2 separate regions of the Sus scrofa genome follow, and region 2 is linked to region 1. A link is a contact called in public HiChIP or PLAC-seq data. All regions are on one chromosome and are shown on one strand. Each heading gives the region's core, a stretch centred on a gene start, on an enhancer-like site or on the middle of the called end of the contact. The rest is flanking DNA. Distances are from core to core; before and after follow the strand shown.

What was found. HiChIP or PLAC-seq counts read pairs in DNA pulled down with a chosen protein or histone mark.
Region 2: an H3K27ac HiChIP or PLAC-seq map of alveolar macrophages shows a contact between it and region 1. The contact joins two enhancer-like sites. A contact is called at or near these places in 1 of 47 Hi-C or Micro-C datasets (fetal skeletal muscle) and 1 of 2 datasets of contacts at active chromatin or transcription factors (alveolar macrophages).

What each region holds. Positions count from the first base shown.
Region 1 is chr8:31,588,342-31,591,658 of Sscrofa11.1, forward strand. The region is part of intron 3 of RBM47 (RNA-binding protein 47); the gene reads right to left. Among named protein-coding and RNA genes, the nearest start is that of RBM47, 100 kb to the right of the region's middle. Within about 2 kb of position 1,325, at least 2 of the 83 cell types and tissues checked have an H3K27ac peak or open chromatin away from gene starts, as enhancers often do. A contact at or near this core is called in alveolar macrophages, where this site is marked.
Region 2 is chr8:31,750,627-31,753,758 of Sscrofa11.1, forward strand. No RefSeq gene overlaps it. Among named protein-coding and RNA genes, the nearest start is that of NSUN7, 58 kb to the right of the region's middle. Within about 2 kb of position 1,680, at least 4 of the 83 cell types and tissues checked have an H3K27ac peak or open chromatin away from gene starts, as enhancers often do. A contact at or near this core is called in alveolar macrophages, where this site is marked.

The DNA of each region.
Region 1 (3,317 bases), core at 75-2,574:
GGTGCAGCATATGGAAGTTCCCAGGCTAAGTTCCCAGGCTAGGGGCTGGATCAGAGCTACAGCTGCTGGCCTACACCACAGCCACAGCAATGTAGGATCCAAATGAAGACTGAGACCTACACCGCGGCTCATGGCAATGTTGGATCATTAAACTACTGAGTGGGGCCAGGGATCAAATCTGCATCTTCATGGATGCTAATCAGGTTTGTTACTGCTGAGCCACAATGGGAACTCCCCCAAGTGACTGAAGGTTCAATGTGGAGTCCAAACATGCACAGAAGATCAGATGATGGTTTCATTTCTGAGGAAGAGTAAACTAACACAGAGAAATACTCCTGGTCTTAATTCAAGCATAATCCAAACTTGAACTTGGTCACTGCAACTTGAGGCCATATCTCGTGTAACATGGAGATAAAATGATAGTGAAAGTTGCATGTGTCAAGAAGATGTGGAAAGCAGAAAGAAGGGTGGCCTACAAAACAGATCTAGGGGTTCTGCTGCTTACAGTTCTAACCTCAGGGGGTAGAGAGACGCATGGCCTGTGCGTCTTCACACTGCTCTGGACAAGTTACCTTGAGCAAAGCCTCCAGCAGAGTTTACTGTGATGAGGAAAATGCTCTATATTTGCACTGTCCAATACAGTGGCCACCAAGCAAGGGCTGTTAAGCATTTGAAATGCATTAGTACAGATGAGGAACTAAGTTATTTATTTGTAATTAAACGTCAATAGTTGGCACTGCACATGGCTATTAGCTACTGCTGTACTGGACACACAGGTCTGGATTCATAGGGGAGCCCCAGACAGAAGAGGAAGAGATTTGGGGCAGATCAGTAAGTCTTAGAAATCTTTTATCTGGTTTGGAAAAGGGAAAGGAGCTAACCTCATCAATGCCCTTTCCATTTGAGTGGGGAGGAGCAGGCTCCAATATCATTTAATACACTATAAAAATTGGGGGTCATCTTTTTCAAGATTTCATAAAGGCTCAGATGAGAGTCAAAGGAAGCTCTGTAGCTCAAATGATGTGATTTTAGTCTTTTGGTTCTTCTCTTCCAGAGGCAGAATTCCCTTCCTGACACCAATATTAAGTACTCACAAAACCCCTCCACCAATGACATGCACACTGCACTACAAGCCCACCGCGCGTGCAGGCGCACACGTACTCGTGCACAGAACACACAGACACACACACTTTCCCCCATCTTCCTCTGCTTCCCCCGGTTCAGGTATCCAGCCAGGCAGTCTTAAGCATGAACACAGTCTGCAGCAAAACTCCCTGATTCTGGCCTGTCAGCTCACCAGAAGGAGTATACCCAAGGGTCAAACTTGGGCCATTTTAACTGCTGTTGATATAAGTTTGAAGTGGGTTTGCCTGCCTGGCTTCCTGGATGGGTCTGCTGCCTTGGACAAATCACCTGCTGTATTATAATCATGTTGATGTATTTCCTGCAAGATATTTGTTGGATTTGTCCTTGTTATTCTGTTTAGAAAAGCACATAGGACTTCACTCGATGTGTCGGGCCGGTCTGAACTGAAGGGAAGTCAAGCATGAATAAGGAAATGGACAGGACTCCCCAAGTGTTGTTGAGAAATGCACTCCCAGGCTAAGATGCTGCTTTTCCCATCTCTCCGTGTGGGTGGGGGTAGGGAGGAAAGAGGCGGAGAGGTTAATGACTGCGTGTGAACCAGTCACTGTTCAATGACATAGAACTTGAAAACAGTTTGAGTTGGTTGAGCCCAAACAGGGCTCACTTCATGACTCCCCTCTTCTTTCACTCTTTGCCTCGGAAACTAGAACTACATAGACCTGCCATCAGGACCTAAAGTTGAGAGGGAAGAACAAATGTAACAGAAGTATGATGCACAGGGTTTCCCTGGGCCAGGGAACCCTCCCCACAAGGTGGTCTCATGGCAGAAGGAGGGGACACACTGCCAGAGGTGAGGTCTGGAGAGGGGTTTGGTGGCTGCTGACAGCCAGCAGCAGGTGATCGGAATTGGAAGGAAAAGGTCTCCAGACGATGGATAAGGGTCAGTCATAAAACATGCATTGCCTTTGGGGGAGGGGGTCGTGGAGAAGGAGCTTTGGGCACAAGGAACCCCAGTCCTGGACATTCTGAAAAGACTCAGAGGGTTCAAGAGTTTAAAAGTCTTACTTGGAGTTCCCGCTGTGGCACAGTGGGTTAAAAATCAGTAGCAGCTCAGGTCACTGTGGAGGTTCGAGTTCGATTCCTAGCCTGGTGCAGTAGGTTAAAGGATCCAGCATTGCCGCAGCTGCACCTTGGATTCAATCCCTAGCCCAGGGAACTTCCATATGCCACCAGTGTGGCCATAAAAAAGAAAAAAGAGAAAAGAAAAAAAAAAGTCTTCTAGCAGTATATAGTTGGAAGGTCAAAAACTTTCCAATGGCCACTGGTTTCTGCTCCCTTCACCTTGGACAATATGAACTATCTTGTGGCTCTGACAGCAGGAGATTTTGAATTTCAGAGATTTTTATTTTTTTGGCTTTCTGCCATTTCTTGGGCTGCACCTGAGGCACATGGAGGTTCCCAGGCGAGGGGTCGAATCCGGAGCTGTAGCCACTGGCCTACACCACAGCCAGAGCAATGCAGGATCCGAGCTGCATCTGCAGCCTACACCACAGCTCACAGCAATGCTGGATCCTTAACCCACTGAGCGAGGCCAGGGATCGAATCCACAAACCCATGGTTCCTAGTTGGATTCGCTAACCACTGTGCCACGAAGGGAACTCATCAGAGGTTTTTAGAAATAACATTTGCCCATACTTCTGATTATACAAAAAAATCAGTGTTCATCACGGAAAACACAAAACACACCACATACACACTGGGGTAGATGATTTCATATGAAAGGCCACAGGGAAGAAAAGGATATGAGACGGAAATATGGATAACTAAATATAAAACTATACACCTGTCTCTCATCGTGGGTGGGGATTTGAGTGTCTGGTTCTTCAGTGGTTTTCCTGTAAATTATTTCATTCACACAAAATCCCATGCGTGGCATTACTGGATGAAACGTTTCTTTCTCTTTTTTTTTTTTTTTGGTCTTTTTGCCTTTTCTAGAGCCACTTCCAGTGGCATATGGAGGTTCCCCGGCTAGGGGTCTAATCGGAGCTACAGCTGCCGGCCTACACCACAGCCACAACGCAGGATCCAAGCCGCGTCTGTGACCTACACCACAGCTCACGGCAACGCCGGATCCTTAACCCACTGAGCAAGGCCAGGGATTGAACCTGCAACCTCATGGTTCCTAGTCGGATTTCTTAACCACTGCACCACGACAGGAACTCCTGGATGAA
Region 2 (3,132 bases), core at 430-2,929, 160 kb after region 1:
AGGAGACTTAACCTGAGTACCCCACCCAGGTCCACATGTCTATAATCATGAAACTTACATAGCTTTACTCACATGAATCAAGCAATAAACTCTAATTGTCTATGTTTAAAGTATGAGGTGAAGTCATGGCACCTCAATCACATAAACTTCGCCCCTATAATTAAGCCATGTATATAAGAAGGTAGCTGAAATTCCTCAGAAGTAGAAAGCACAGAATCATGGTGATTCTTTACTCCGAGCCGAGGAAACGAACTCCTTGATGGCAGGATTTCAATCCTGGAGACGATGCAGAGGGAGGGGAGCTGAGCTAGTGACCACTAGCAGCTCTTGAACATTAAGATAAAGAAGGAGGGAGTTCCTATCGTGGCTCAGCAGAAACTAATCTGACTAGCATCCATTGAGGATGCAGGTTCGATTCCTGGCTTCACTTAGTGGGTTAAGAATCCGGCCTAGCCTAGCCGTGAGCTGTGGTGTAGGTCGCAGATGCAGCTTGGATCCAGCATTGCTGTGGCTGTGGTGTAGCCTGGGAACGTTCATATGCTTCAGGTGCAGCCCTTAAAAAAAAAAAAAAAAAAAAAAAAAAAAAAAAAAAAAAAAAAAAAGGAAGGAAAGAAAGAGAAGGAGCATGGCAGAAGAGCCTGGATATTGCCAAAAGCCTTTTTTTTTTTTTTTTTTTTTTTTTTTTTTTTAAGTTTAGTACCTCAGCAGTAATGGCTCTGTTTCTGCCAACATCAGCAGGGAGACAGGTGCAGAAAGCTCTGAAGAGCTCTTTCAGCCATAGATGTGGCCCAAGAAATGTCCCAGCAGCCCGTGCTTCTTGCCATGCTGGGTTGAATCTGGAGTGTTTCCAGGAACACTCAAATGGGTCCAGGACATGGGAACTTAGCAGCTTTGTTTGCAGCTTAAGAGTAGAAATTGGTTTTCACCAAACAGAAAACATCCTTGTCCGTTTGAATTTCAAACAAAGTCATGCTCTCTGGGACTGATATAAGCAAATTCATTCTCATTGGGGAACTCCACATCTTTGTTCAATTTAGGGAGCATATAGAGAAATTGTTTGAATTGCTTCACTTATATGTTTTCATGGTATAGAGAAATGTGTGCGATTTGATGACTAATTTTCTTTTTCACGGTAATTTTTCTTACAACATATTCAAACAAGATGTCACTAGGTAGATTTGAATATTGCCTAACTCTCAGAATATAATAAAAAGCACAGAAGGGCACAGATTGAAGGAGAAAGTAATAAAAGATATATGAGAGGACAATGAGTTATATTATTAGACCCGTGACCCCTTCCTTTCCCTTCAACTCACCCCAAGCCCAGCTTGACCAGGTAAACCAAAGGAAATTTAACTTTAGCCTCTAGTACATATTCAGTACATTCTGGCTGACATTTTAAACCCTGTTGGAAATCTGGTTGGCTTCCAGGCACATGCAATACTAGAATGGAGAAATAGTATAGATAACTATCTCATTTTTCTTTCTCTCTGGAACACTGACAATGATTCTTTGTAAAATGTCTCGGGATATTGAAGGAAGTTACGGACATACATTTTGTAGAAATCTGCCCAGAGCTGATTATTGCAAATTATATAATGTGGATATTCCATTTCACAAGCTTCATGTGTCTCATGATTAAGACACACATGGAAGGACAATAGGATCCGTAGGCTGCCAAAAAAATGAACAACCAGGAATTGAGGGGCAGGTTTGAAGAGTGGGATTTTCAGTTCCAGAGAGGACAGAACAATGACCTCAAGTGACACAGGCAGAACCACCACATACACACCAGTCCCCTCCCAGCTACAGCAAACAGTCATCAGCAAATTGGGAGAAACCCACAGTTACATCGGATTGCTCAGAAAACCTTACAAACAATGGGAGTTCCTGTTGTGGCTCAGCGGGTTAAGTAGTCAATATAGTATCTGTGAGGATGTGGGTTCAATCCCTGGCCTTGCTGTGGGTTAAGGATCTGGCTGGTGTTAAGGATCTGGCTGGCGTTGCTGTGGCTGTGGCATAGGCTGGCAGCTGCAGCTCTGATTTGACCCCTAGCCTGGGAACTTCCATATGCTGCAGGTGCAGCTGTAAAAAGAAAGAAATCCTTACAAATGTGAGGGTTTCAGTGAGCTGTGCCACATTAGAGTTCCATGCCATGCAGGCGGGACTATCACAGTTGCTTGAGAGTCACAGATAAACTCAAGCCCTTATTTCAGCAGTTTAGTTTTATCTTCCTGTGACCAAGGCATAGCTGTAATCAAGGTCTCCATTGCAGGCAGGATTCCACCCTCTCCCCCATCCTCTTCCTGAAGAGGAACTGCTGCGTCATGAAAGGCATGTTTAAAAAGACGCCAGGGCAGTGGCTCAGTCCCACACTGGATGATGACCCTTTGGAGACTGAACATTGGGACATCATGTTAGGGTAATGCAGTGTAGGAGGCTGGCCTAATTCTCAGAATCAACCACCCAAGGCAGTTTTAGATGCTTCTCTTAGATAAGTCTCAAGTCTTTCCAGTGTGGGGGAAGAGACAGAGATCACTGAATTCTACTTGCTGTAGGGCTTTTATTTGGAATTTCACCAATGGTCACCAATTCTTTCTCCTAGAAACACAGGAACAGTCTCACCACTTCTCTAGATTTACACAGTAACCTCATGTTTGCAAATGACAGATGAACACTATGTTAAGAGCCTCTTTTAGCTTTTCAACAAAGATGATATTTTCTTTCGTAATATTGTACTTTGCTTTGCGATCTTAAACTATTTGCTTAGGTTAAAATTATGTGGAGTGTATTTTTAAAGCATTTCTGGATGCACACACACGCACACAACACAGTCAAAACAACTATTTATTTAAAAAAGTACATACTTTTGAGAGCCATAATTTCAAATAGTCAGCATGACTATGTGAATCCATCTTTTTTCAGTTAAAAGAGATCAACTAACTAGAGGTAGTCAATTTGTCTATGCCATAAAACACATCTGTAATTGAGTATCTCTCTACAGGCAATAGGTAGGGTGCTGATGGTTTCCATGGAAATGCAAAGTCCAAAAATGCATCAGAATTCCTTTCCTCACCTCTGTTGAACTTTCATTACTGGATGAAGAGAGATCACTCTTTCACTTTGTCAGGC